Regions from separate parts of the Sus scrofa genome. Here region 1 is linked to region 2. Evidence: chromatin contacts called from public HiChIP or PLAC-seq data. All regions are on one chromosome and are shown on one strand. The core of a region is the stretch at or near the end of the contact, and the rest is flanking DNA. Distances in the headings are between cores, read along the strand shown. Region 1 holds the start of ASIC4 (acid-sensing ion channel 4). Region 2 overlaps SPEG (striated muscle preferentially expressed protein kinase).

Region 1 (6,148 bases), core at 3,130-5,629, 51 kb after region 2:
GGGTTGGGAGCCGTGGGCCCGAGGTGGCATCGCCTGGCACCCGCTCTCCTGGGTTCCTGCCGAGCCCCGGCCCCGGCCCTTTTTCTGCTTTGCCAGCTCCATCTGCTCCCAGCCTGGCTTGGCGAGGTGGGGGTTTCTTCCCCACTTGAGGCCTGGTGTGTGTCTCCTCCTTCCCTGGCAGGAAGGGTGGGCCCGTGCCAGTACCTTTACCTGTAGAGGCGCACACTCCTGTTCTGGGAGGGGAGGGACCCTGGCCCCTTCCCACCACCCTGGCTCTGCCCTTTGTGGAGAGGGGTGGAGTGAGGTCCTAGTTTTGCTTCTACATTCCTGAAGCCCCAGGGAAACCCAGCCATCTCTCGTGTTTGCCCATGACCCCCATGTGGCCCTTCTGGCACCCCCCCTTTCTCCAGCTGTGGGTGCGGAGCTTAGCTGCCAGATGAGCTGGTAATGATCGTAATCTGCTAATTGAGAGGAATCTAATTACCCGGAGAGAATGGGGGGTAGGGCGTGGGTGGGAGGGAGGAGGGGGTCCTGGCAGCAGGCAGGGGTGGCAGGCAGCAGGGTGCCAGGGCCCGGCTCTCAGCACCAGGGGCTGGGATGGCCCAGCATTTCAGAGCCTCAGAGCTGGGCCTTTAGGAAGGTGCGCTTTCTCAGGAGCTGGGCCAGGGGCAACCGCCCACCTGTAAGCCCTGTAGGCTGTGTCCGAGCGCACGTGAAGGGACCTGGTGTTGTAGCCTGCCCCACACCCGCCTTGACTCAGCCCCTCTCCTGGTTCTCATTCCTGGTTCCTCCAGCCCAGATCTGTCACCTCTGTGTGGGGTCCACAGGGACCTTCAGATGCCTACTCTGGGCCTGGGGTCAATCCCCTGAGGGGAGGGCTGGGAAAGGAGCGGGCCACAGGGCCAGGAGCTGGGTCCCTTCCTCTCCCTCCACCCCACCCCCAGTCGTGACCCTTCTGTTCCGAGTGGTTGGCAGAGGCCATGGCAGCTTCATCATAAATATGATAATTTAATTATTTTCTCAGCAAAACACCGTGAAATCCAATAAGTCTGTGTCAGGCCCTGGCCCCCGAGACCCCCCTCTTGGGCTCAGTGGGGGTGGGAACAGGCGCTGGAAGGGGACAGGGTCACTGTAGCAAGTGGAGGGGGGCTGGTGAACCTGAGGTCTCTAGCGTGCCCCCCCCCAGGGAGAGGGAGTCACTGTTGTATGTGTGCTCAGGTAGACAGGGGTCTAAGGAGAGAAGCTGTGAGGCCCCCCTCCTCTCCAGCCTAGTCTGCCACGGGAGGGGCCAGCACCCCTCCACTTTGGGGGGCACCCTGCCTCTGGAGGCGAGGGTCCCGGAAGCCCCCTTCACCACCCCTGGGACCTCACTGGCCCTGTAGGGGTAGGAGGGTGCTGGCCCCGCAAGAACGGAGGGAACCGGGGTGGGAAGGAGGGGATGAGGGGGGAGGGATGCGGGGGAGGGGTGCGTTCCTGCCATTAGCGCTTTTTTTCGGTTTCCATAAAAAGATTATTCTGTAAAATCAGCGAGGGGGAGCGAGCTGGGGGCCGGGGAGCGGGGTGGGTCCCTGGCACCAAGCTGGGTGGGGCAAGAGAGGAGGAGAGCTGGGGACAGGGACCAGCCTGGAGAGAAATTTGGATGGGCTTCAGGAGCCAGCCACAGGGAGAGGCCGAGCCAAGAACACAGATTGGGGGGAGGCTGGCCAGGATGGGGTGGGGCGGGGCAGGGCCCACGTCTCCCTCCCGCCCGGGCCTCATTCCACCCCCATCTCCATCCCCTCCCCCTGGCACTTAGCAGCCATTATCGGGGGAGCAGATTGCAGCCCCCTCCCCCTCTCCGGGAAGCAGGCACAGCTGGGGCCCCGCCACATCTGCCGCATCAGCACGGAGCACAGCTGGGTGTGCCCAGAGCCGCGCTCCCCAAAACATGAAGTGGGGGGCGGGGGCCAAGGAGAGCACAGACCCCTGAGACAGACACACTGACACCTCTGCCAACAGACAGAGACTCCTCGAGGCGAAGTTACACCCACCACCACACGCTCCCTCGTGTGCAGAGACGGGAGAACTGACAAACATGCAATTACTCTGCCCCGCCTGCCACCCCCGCCCCTTCCTCCTCCTCCCCTTCCTTCCCTCTGGGCTCCCCTCCACCCCCCTGGCCGTCTCCGAACCACCCTCGGCTGGCTCCCGTCTGGAGGGAGCAGAGGCTTCGTCCTCCCCCAGCGCCCCCGTCCGGGGGGCTTGGAGGACAGGAGGGCAGGGTGGTGGTCCGAGGCTTGAACCTGGGGAAGCCGACACCCTCCCCACAAAGAAACCCTCCAAAACGCTGGTCCTTGTCACCCTGGACGTGATGAGTCTCCATCCCAGGGTGGGCTGGCTGGGCACCCTTGGCTGTTGTCAAGGTCCCCATGACACTCTCGAGGAGGCACTGCGTGTCCCGCACGTCCAAGTTCTAGACAGAGCTCAGCGGCTTCCAGGGCCGGCCCCTGCCACTCCCCTCCATCCCGCAGCAATCCACCTGTGCCCTCCCTCGGCAAGGCACCCCTCCACTTAGCTCTGCTACCCGGACTGGTACGGGGCTCCGTCAGTGGCAGAAAAGTCCCCTTCCTCGGCAGAGATGGTCAGGAATCCCTTCTCTCCCCCCTCTTTCCCAGGCGACGACCACCATTGGCCTCTGATTAAATCCTGCCCCCCCCTCCTTGGCTGGGTATCTTGCCCTCAACCCTCGCCTCCCTGCCTCCCCCCACCCCATGTCCCTGCCTCCCCCGCCCCTGCCCCTCGGAGCTTTAATCCCTCCTGCTGCTGTGCCGCCTTATCTGCTCCCAGCAGCTTTTGCTGCTGCAAAGCCCTCTCCCCCTCCTTCCCTGGATCTTCTTCCCCCCTCCTCCCCCCAGCTCTCTCTTCGCTCCGACCAGCACCCCCCCATCTCTGCCTCTCAGGCCCCCGTGATGACTCCTGGCTGACACCGGATCTGTACCCCAATGCCCTTTGCCCTCTCCAGCCTCAGCCCCGATGTGGCCACCTGCCCACCACGTCCACATTGGCCTCTTCCCATCCCAACCCTCCCCCACAGCCCCACAGACTTGGTCCCACTTCTGACCAGCTGAGATTTTTCATCTTCCTTCCTTCCCCTTTCTCCCTTTCACAGCCTCCCTCCCCAGTGTCTCCAGCTGCCCCTCGATCTTGGACCTGGTCCCCTTCAATATTAGTGACCCACCGCCTCGGCTTGGGCATCCCTGAAACGAGACGCAGGGTCGTGAGTACCAGCCACAGGAAAGGGGTCAGGGCTGTGCTGGCCCCGCCCCAGGACCGGGCTGGGGGCGCAGAGTGTGGGCGGGCGGTGGGGGCAGGGCCTGGCGGCAGGACGCTAACCCTCTTCAGTTGCCTCAGATCACGTCCAGGCCTCCCCACCCCCTTCCCTGGGACTCTCATTAACCGCTTCTCCTGCCTCGTCCGCGGCATAAATAACCCAGATAAATCAGCCGCCGTCCGCCCCCCGCCCCTCGGCCCCCGCACAGCCCGTTTGTCACCGCTGCTCGCTCACCAGCCTGGCCTGGCCCAGTCCCGGCCTCCGCCCCCCCATCCGTGTCCCTTCCACCCACTTCTGTCCCACACTGGCTCACGCCTTGTTCCGCACCAGAGCCAGGCCTGGGACAGGTGTCTGGGCTGGGGCGGGTGGCCAGGGGGTGTACTCTGGGAACAGGGGCGGCTGGGGACTCTCCCTAGGAAAATGCTATCTAAGAGATGGGGGGTGGGTCGCGTCACTGACAAATGGGGCCACCCAGGCAAGAAGTCTGAGTCTCACAAAAGCTGGGAAGGGGCAAATGCTGCTCAGCTTGGGGGTCCCTGCCCGGCAAAGAGGTAACCCAAGAGCTTGGGTGCTGGATTGGCCTTGGAGGCTCCTTTGAACCGCTCCCCCCACCCCCCAGCTGGATTCCAGGCGGTCTCCGAAACTACCTATTGGAGCAATTTGTGCAAATAAAACCTCCATGCCCCCTGCCAGGTGCTCCTGCCCTTCCTCCCCTCTGCCCTCCCCCATTCCCCCTGCCCTGCCCTATCGGCTCTACAGATGCCACTGAATCTCTACTTCTCAGTCTGTCCACCATTTTTGCTGTCAGGGAGCTGGTTCTGCCCCCTGGGGGGTGAAGGACTGGACTGGTAACAAACCTGGGGAATGTGGACAACTGGAGGACAGAGGGTTCCCCCCACCACCACCGAGCCTGCACCCTGATTCCCACCCCCGGAGTCCTTGGCAGCCCCTCCTCCTTTGCTCACACCCCACTCGGGTCCTCGCCAGCCACACTTGGCCCTGATGCTCACTGCAGGGGGCAGCTGGTCCCTTGGGAGTGGGTGGGGGAGCGGGGAAGAGCTGGGGGAGCTGGGGCGCAGGGCTGGGGGTGGGGGTGGGGAAGAAGCTGGGCTGGGCCCCAGGGACCAGCTGGGCAATGAGCCGGGGAAGCAGCCGGGAGGCTAAATGAGGGAGATTATCACCCAACTGCAGCCGGGCAGAGAGGGAGGCAGGCAGGGAAGCGCGGAGAGGGCGGGGAGAAAGGACGGGGGCCAGAGGGGAAGGGGGTGTAAAGGGATGGGAGGGGGGGTGCACGAACACAGAAGAGGCCTGGAGGAGTCGGGGGCGGGGGGCAAGGGATGGACTCAAAGGACTTGTGGTTGGTTGGTGGGGGACTCCCGCTGGAGTCTGGGAGACTGTATGATGGGGACAATTGGAAGCAGCTGGCTGTGGGGCAGTGGGGGGCGGTGCATGCAGCTAACTGCTGTTCCACTTCCCAGTGGCCTGGAACTCCCCTCGCCACCGGCTCCCCAGCTCTCCCCAGCTCCCATGCTGGATTACAGCTCCCATTCCTTCTAGAGGCTGAAGGCTCCCTGACATGCCCTCGGGAGGGAGGAGGGTGTGCTTTGGGCTCATGATGGAGGTCAGGTTGGGGAGTATGACCTGGTGATCTCACTGGATGGCAGGACAATCTAGGGACACACAGAGTCCTGAGCAGCAACCAGTGCTAGGGAGAGCTTAGGGGGCGGCTCCCCGCTTCCTTGGCAGAGTCCCAGACTGAAGTAACCTTAAAAAAGCAATTAAATCACCTTTTAAAAAAACCCAGTAAAGAAAAATCAATAACAGGAGAAAGGGGAAGAGAGAGGCTGGGGAGGTAAGGAGGTGGGGAAGGAAGCGCTGGAAGGGTCTGGTGGTCTAGCAGGGAGGGGGGAAACATGGGGGGGCTGCCTGGGTAGGAGGCAGCGAGATGGGGACTGTCTGGGGTCATGTGGAGACTCCCAACTGCAAACTCAGCAGCTGCTCTCAGTGCCAACCCCTTTCTCCTCTGGGACACCGCCAGCTGCAGCCCCTGACCCCAGGGGTCTTATCTCCACAGTCTGGGGGGCTGGCTTTGGGGGAAGCCCAGCCAAGGAAGCTACTTTGAAAAGAGAGGCTGGGGACAACCCCCACCCTGGATGCCAACCAGGCCTGGGGTTGGGGTGCTGTGTGTGGGTGGGCTCCATGCTGGGATGACTTGTGAAGGACGGGGCCTGACCTGGCCTTGCAACCAAGGGCGAACAGCGTGGTCCCCTGCCCCCCAGGGGAGCCAACCCCAGGCCAGGCAGGGGCTGCGACTGGCAGGGCAGGGCTGCCGCAGGGGAGGGGTGGCCGCTGGGCAGCGGGTGGACCTCGGGCTCTAATCCCCAGCAGCTGCCGTTTCCCTCAGATCGATTCCCTTCTCACTTTTTTTTCAGCTGCTGGTTCCGCGGCTCGGATCGATGGAGCCGCCTCCCCCGCCCCTCTGAGCTTCCTCTCCCTGCTGCTCATTAGCGCCCCGATTAATCAGCCCCCCCTTTCCTCTAGGGGACAAGTGCTTCCTCTCCTGAGAGGGCTCAAGCACTCACACGCCTCCCCCACCCCCAGAGCACTAGCTGCTCACTGCGACCACCCCCAACCCGGGGGCACCCAGGCATCATCTCCCAGCTGGCCACCAGGGGCCCCACCACAGCCTGTGACAACAGTCCACATGCCCGCGTCTCCTCTGCAAGCCAGCAGCCACCCAGGGCTCCCCTGCCCGTCTCTGCCAGGCACCCCCTGCTTGTTTCTTTAGGGTTGCATTCCCTCCTGTTCAAAGCCAACACATCTCTACTCCTCCAATAC
Region 2 (5,879 bases), core at 716-3,215:
CCACTTTTTTCTTCTTTCCCCAGTTCTGAGCCCGAAGGTTGAGCTATAGCTCTCTTCACACACCTTCTGCCTTGGAGCATTTGCTCAAGTGGTTTCCTCTGCCGGGAACACTTCTTCCTGCTTAAACCAAGCTCTTAATTCTAATACCACCCTTTCCTCTGTGGTCTCTTCTTCCCTGTGCCCAAAGCAGTGTCCTGCTCTCTGTACTCGTGTGGCTCTTATCTGCCCCTCTCTTGCCACCCTCTTCTTGCTTGCTGATACAGTCGTGTGTGTGTATTTGGCTTGTCAGCCCAACCATCCGGTAGGTTCCTGAGGACACCACCGTGCCTTTGCCACTCTCAGGCCTCCCAGCCATACCTGGAGGCCCTCCCAGACAGTCGGGGGCTGAGTGGGACTGCAAGGACTGTGTGTGAGGTGGCAGTGGGGGAGAGACCTTCCAAGCCCCTGAACAGCCTAGGTCACGTGCAGAGGCTGAGCGGACGTGCATTTGCAAAGGGTGGTGAAGATCTGCCTGAGAGTGGAGGTTGGGACGGCCGGGGGACCATAGAGCCATGGCCCTCAGCTTGTGGTCCCCAGACCAGCATTGCCATCACCTTGGGAATGCGTTAGAGATGTGTGACATCAGCCCCAGCCAGACCTACTGGATCAGAAACCTGGGGGTGGGGCCCAGTGAGCTGTGGTTTAAGGGGCCCTCCACGTGATTCTGGTGCAGGGTGGACTCTGAGAAGCCCTGCCCTGAGGCAGGGACCTTGTGCCAGGTGGGAGGCCAGGTGGTGCAGTGGGAAGCACGTGGGCTGTGGAGCCAGACCTCCACGGTTCAGAGCCCGGCCTCGAAGTTTGGTGGTCAAGTGAGATGGAACTTGGTGATACCACCTCTTGCCACCAAACCTTTGCGTGTGTAAGAATCGCCATGGGAAGTTCCCATTAAGAACCCAACTAGCATCCATGAGGATGCAGGTTCCATCCCTGGTCTCGGGCTAAGGTTCCGGCATTGTGGCAAGGGGGCATAGGTCGAAGATGTGGCTTGGATCTGGCATTGCTGTGGCTGTGGTGTAGGCCAGCAGCTGCAGCTCCAATTTGACCCCTAACCTGGGAACCTCAGGCGTGCCACAGGCGTGGCCCTAAAAAAAAAAAAAAAAAAATCACCTGTTGGGGAACGCATTCTAACAAAGCAGTTTCCTAACCCCTGTTTCAAGAAATCTAATTCTTCAGGTGTGAGTAAGGCCCAGACACTTTTTTTTTTTTTTTTTTTTTTTATGGCCGCCAGGGATTGAATCCAGTCCGCAGCTGTGACCTACACCTCAGCTGTGGTAATGCCCAATCCTTTAACCCGCTGCACCAGGCCAGGGATCAAACCGGCACCTCCGCAGGGATCTGAGCCGCTGCATTCAGATTCTTAACCCACTGCACCACAGTGGGAACTCTCAGAAATTTATAGTTTAAACAGTCTCCCAAGCGGCCCTGATGCTGGTGGTTCAAAGACCACAGCTGGTGACAGATCATTGATCAGCCTCCTTGGCCATGCAGTTCTGGGGGTACACAGGGGTGAGGGGCCGCTGCCTTGTTTTGAAAAGACCTAGTCCTGAGTGTTCTTCCTGGGCTGCTCTGTCAGCCCCCCTCTCTAAGGAACCTAAGGAACCTCCAAATCCCTTTGTCACAGGGTGTCCCTAGGGTGCTATTCCCCCAGCCACCACCAGGGGTCTCAGTCTCCCTGCAAACTCCGCCCTTCCAGCTTTAATCTCTGCAGGCCCTCCCTGGGCCCTTGCGCTGCCTCAGCATTGTCCATCCAACCTGGAGGTGACCCCAGACGTCACCACACTCCACAGCGGGGAGGGCACATTTGCCTCCAGGGGCCATGCCGGTGATCTCAGCATCGGCTAGTGGCCAGACCCCGAGCAGGTGCTTGCCATGTGCCATCCTGACTTCCCTCTCCACCCCCACCTCAAGCCAGTCTGAATGGTGGACCTTCCTCCTTCACTGGCCATGCTGAGGAACACAGGTCACTGCTTGGGAATGTGGCCCCAGGCGGGCGTGATAGAAGGTGGGAGAAGGCCATGTGACCTCTCCTCAACAGCTCTGCAGCTCTGCTGCTGTCTCCCGGCGCCTTCCCCACCCAGTCCAGATGGGTGCTGGTTGTGAGGGGTCAGAGTGTGGGGGGTGGACAGCCTCTGTCCTCCTGACTGTTGGCCCTGGTGGCGCTGACAGGGTGAGGGACCATTGCCAACAGAGCCTGTAAGAGAGGGGTTGGGTGCAGGTCCGGTTCCCCACGTGGCTGCGAGGCCAGACCTGCCATGGCAGGAACAGGAAGGTGGAGGGGGGATTCTGGGCCCTGCAAGTTGAGCGGGCATCTCTGCGAAGGAGGCCAAAGGTCCTGACAACTGATTCGCAGCACAAGGGAAGACTGGGTGCGGCCTGACTCTGTAGTATTTGAGGCTTGTCAGTGGATTCCAGCGTCAGGGATCTTGGCTGTTTGTTCAGGGAAAGGGGCATCATGGGGGCTGTTTGCCATCGTACCTCCTCTGCTGGACATGCCGAAACAAATGGGGCAGCACAGGCATCTTGGCTGCTGCAGTGCAATGCCATCCCCATCTTCCCCTGGGCACCGAGGCCCCCGCCCTTTGAGTCGAGGCGCCGTTGAGGTGGCTTTGCATTTGTCAGGGTCCAGAAGCTGTAAGGAGAGAAAAGGCAGATCCCGCGGTTTGGGAATGAGCAGGGTGGCTAAATCCAGCCGGCGCGCGGCGCGCTCTGCCCCTCCCCTCTCCTCCCCTTCACTCCAGGGCCCAGGCGGCTTGTGGTCTCCGCAGGAACCACCTCCCCAGCCAGCTGCCTGCCTGCCACCCAGCCGGTCCAGGCCTGGCCAGCCCCCACCCCCTCCCTCCCCCTCCTCAGGCTCCCTCCCCTCCCCCAGGACCTCGTGCAGCGCCTCGGCAGGGTCAGCAGAGTAAGTGGGGCTGGGCAGGCTGGGCTCCTGCTCCCTGGGGAGCCGGGCGGGGTGGGCAGTGGGCAGGCGGCAGGAGGGCCCGGTGCCAGGACAGATTCTTCAGGACAAGTGCAGGCCGGGGTCTGCGTGCAGAGTCTCGGGGTGAGTTGGGGGGCAGCCCAGCCGGGGTACAGGGCCAAAGGGGCTTGGGGTGGGGGACCAGGAGGAGGGGCCAGGGGGCTGTGGCAGGCTCATGTCTGTATTTGGCAGTCGGATAGGAGCCAGCTCAGTGAGGCTGGGCCCCTGGCCAGTTGCAGGGGAGGGCCTCAGGGCCCTGGGGACACCCCTCCCCCAAAGCAACGCCGGTGCCCCCTCCTCTTCCCCAGGCCGAGCTGCCCTTCTCTGTGGATGACTCAAACTCTGCTTTTCCAGCCCCTGAGAGTTTTGGGGGAGGGTGGTCTGTGCTGTAGGACTGGGGCCAACAGGTGCCCCTGGGGTATCTGGGGCGGGAAGCTGAGAAGGCGGGGGAGGGCTGGCTGGACAGTGCCGCCTCATTGGCCCTGGCACTGAGGTCAGGATGGGGCTTGTCTGAGGTGTGTGTTCCTCTACACCAGGCTCAGCTCACCCATGAAATGGGTGTCCTCGTTGCGCCACACTCTGGGGTCCAGAGGCGTAAAGCACCTTTATTGGGAGCCTGGCGTTCTGTGCCAGGAATGTGGGTTTCCTGCTCCAGTGGCATTCCAGGACTCCCACAAGGCCCAGGAGTGGCCCCTCTGCTGCTTGACTCCTTTGTCTCAGGCCAGTCCCTTGATTCCCCCACTGAGAAGGAGCTGTAGGGTCAGGGTTGGGAGTCTGTGACTCCAGGGGCTCTAGGACAAGAACACCTGGGGAGGGTCACACGACAAGTGAATGGGAGCCCCGGGAAATGAAGTAGGACAGGGCTGGCCTATGGGAGCTGATTCAGCTCCTGGCCTCTGTTGACATTGCAGACCTTATCAGGACCTTGACCTCAGTCTTTCTGCCCCCCATTCTCCTCTGGCATCTCTCTCTGTACCACTGTCTCCTTTCTGTCTTCTCTCCAGGAGGGTCCACATCCCCTTTCAGCAGCCCCATCACCTCTGACGAGGAGTACCTGAGCCCCCCAGAGGAGTTCCCGGAGCCTGGGGAGACCTGGCCACGAGCCACCACCATGAAGCTCAGTCCTGACCCGAACCGCCGTTCCTCTGACACTGGCTCCAAAGCGCCCCCCACCTTCAAGGTCAGCCCCCTGAGGCCAGCCCTCAGCCCCCTGAGGGCCCATTTCCCCATGTTCTTGGGGCCACCCCAGGTCTCCGTCAGACTGGTGTGGAAGAGGCCTTGGTCCCAGATCCACCCCCAACTCCCAGCCCCCAGGAGCCAAAGCTGGGCCCTGTCTCCCCTGACACTTTGGGGTCCCCCTTCAGGTCTCACTGATGGACCAATCAGTAAGAGAAGGCCAAGACGTCACTATGAGCATCCGTGTGCAGGGCGAGCCCAAGCCAGTGGTGTCCTGGTGAGTAGCAGCCATGACCACCACCTGTCAGCCTTCCCCTCTGCCCTGGCTTTGGGTGGAGGGCAGTGCCCCCTTCGCAGACCCCTCCACAATCGGCCCTGGGGCATCATCCCAGGCACGGCGGTGCCACTCCCCACACGTGCCCCTGCCCCCTGCCTGGTGTCCAGGCTCATTTGGGGCCTCTGCTCTGGGGACCGGTTTGGGTAACAAGTGGTCTTCTGTCTGTCTGCCTGGCATGAATGGCCAGCAGTCATCTCACTCCTGGAGAAGCCGACCCCCGCTACCCCCGTCCCCACCCCCATCAGTTGATAGTAGGGTGAGTTTTGAGGCCTCTTCTGCGCCCAGCCCTATGCTTGGCCCACACATGGCAATTTGTTTCAGAGTTAAACTTGGGCCTCCTCGGCTGCAGCACTTCACCCCAGATGCCTGAACTTTGATTACTCATTGTGCTTAGCTTTCTATTGGTTTGGGTTCTGATTTTCATTTTTAATTGATTGTCTCATCCTCAGTGTCATTCTTTAACATTGCAAATTAATTCATATGCCTTTGGGGGGGGGAAAGCCATCCGTCCATTCAAAGAAATAAAAACGAGACATGAAATCTGGGAATTATTGCGAGCTGGATAGCTTGGTGGTGCTTTCAGTGTGGTTGGAGCCCAAGAGGGGAGAGACCCGAGGGCAGGAGAGGTCTGGAAGCTCCTGGAGCTGGTGGGATGTCAAAGGCAGGGTGAAAACCTGGTGCCAGAACCCAGGGGAGCCCACGGTCGGCGGGACAGAGCTGGGGAAGGGAGGCCTGCGTGGCTCTGCAGCCCCGCTTCCCCGTGCCTGCAGGTCAGGACCTTGGGACTCAGTTCTTGCCCCTCTGACAGGCTGAGGAACCGCCAGCCCGTGCGCCCGGACCAGCGGCGCTTCGCCGAGGAGGCAGAGGGCGGGCTGTGCCGGCTTCGGATCCTGGCAGCCGAGCGGGGCGACGCCGGCTTCTACACTTGCAAAGCGGTTAACGAGTATGGCGCTCGGCAGTGCGAGGCGCGCCTGGAGGTCAGAGGTGAGTCCCTGACCCGCTCCACCCATCGCCCACCCTGGCCCCGCCTTGTCCCTGCCCAGTTGCCCACTTTCACACAAGCTTAGTTATAGGAGGCCAGACCTGGAAGGGCCTTGGAGGGCCCCAAGTTTAGCTGCTCCTGCTGTAGTTGAGTACACTGAGGCCCAGAGAGGGGAGGTGATTTGCCCAAGGCCACACAGCAAATTGTTCAGTGCTCAGCCCCCTACACGGTACTACCTACCCTCTGCTCAGTCATGCCAGCCAGAGAGACCCCGTGTCCTGTTGGCGGCCAGCCTCTCCCCACACTCTTCTAAGCCTTCGTCACCTTGCCCAGTCCTTTGCTCACACCTACTCCCCTTGCTCCTCTTGCCTCCTCTACTCATCCCT

What was found. HiChIP or PLAC-seq counts read pairs in DNA pulled down with a chosen protein or histone mark.
Region 1: a contact with region 2 is called in an H3K27ac HiChIP or PLAC-seq map of skeletal muscle. The contact joins the promoter of ASIC4 here to the enhancer-like site in region 2. A contact is called at or near these places in 16 of 47 Hi-C or Micro-C datasets (adipose tissue, alveolar macrophages, blood and 10 more) and 2 of 2 datasets of contacts at active chromatin or transcription factors (alveolar macrophages and skeletal muscle).

The regions. Positions count from the first base shown.
Region 1 is chr15:121,515,624-121,521,771 of Sscrofa11.1, forward strand. It overlaps ASIC4 (acid-sensing ion channel 4), which reads left to right and starts at 4,380. Exons shown (of 14, transcript XM_021076308.1): 1 at 4,380-6,148.
Region 2 is chr15:121,466,761-121,472,639 of Sscrofa11.1, forward strand. It overlaps SPEG (striated muscle preferentially expressed protein kinase), which reads left to right. Exons shown (of 45, transcript XM_021074879.1): 7 at 4,003-4,178; 8 at 4,363-4,451; 9 at 5,320-5,495. Among named protein-coding and RNA genes, the nearest start is that of SPEG, 26 kb to the left of the region's middle. Within about 2 kb of position 1,966, at least 20 of the 83 cell types and tissues checked have an H3K27ac peak or open chromatin away from gene starts, as enhancers often do. A contact at or near this core is called in skeletal muscle, where this site is marked.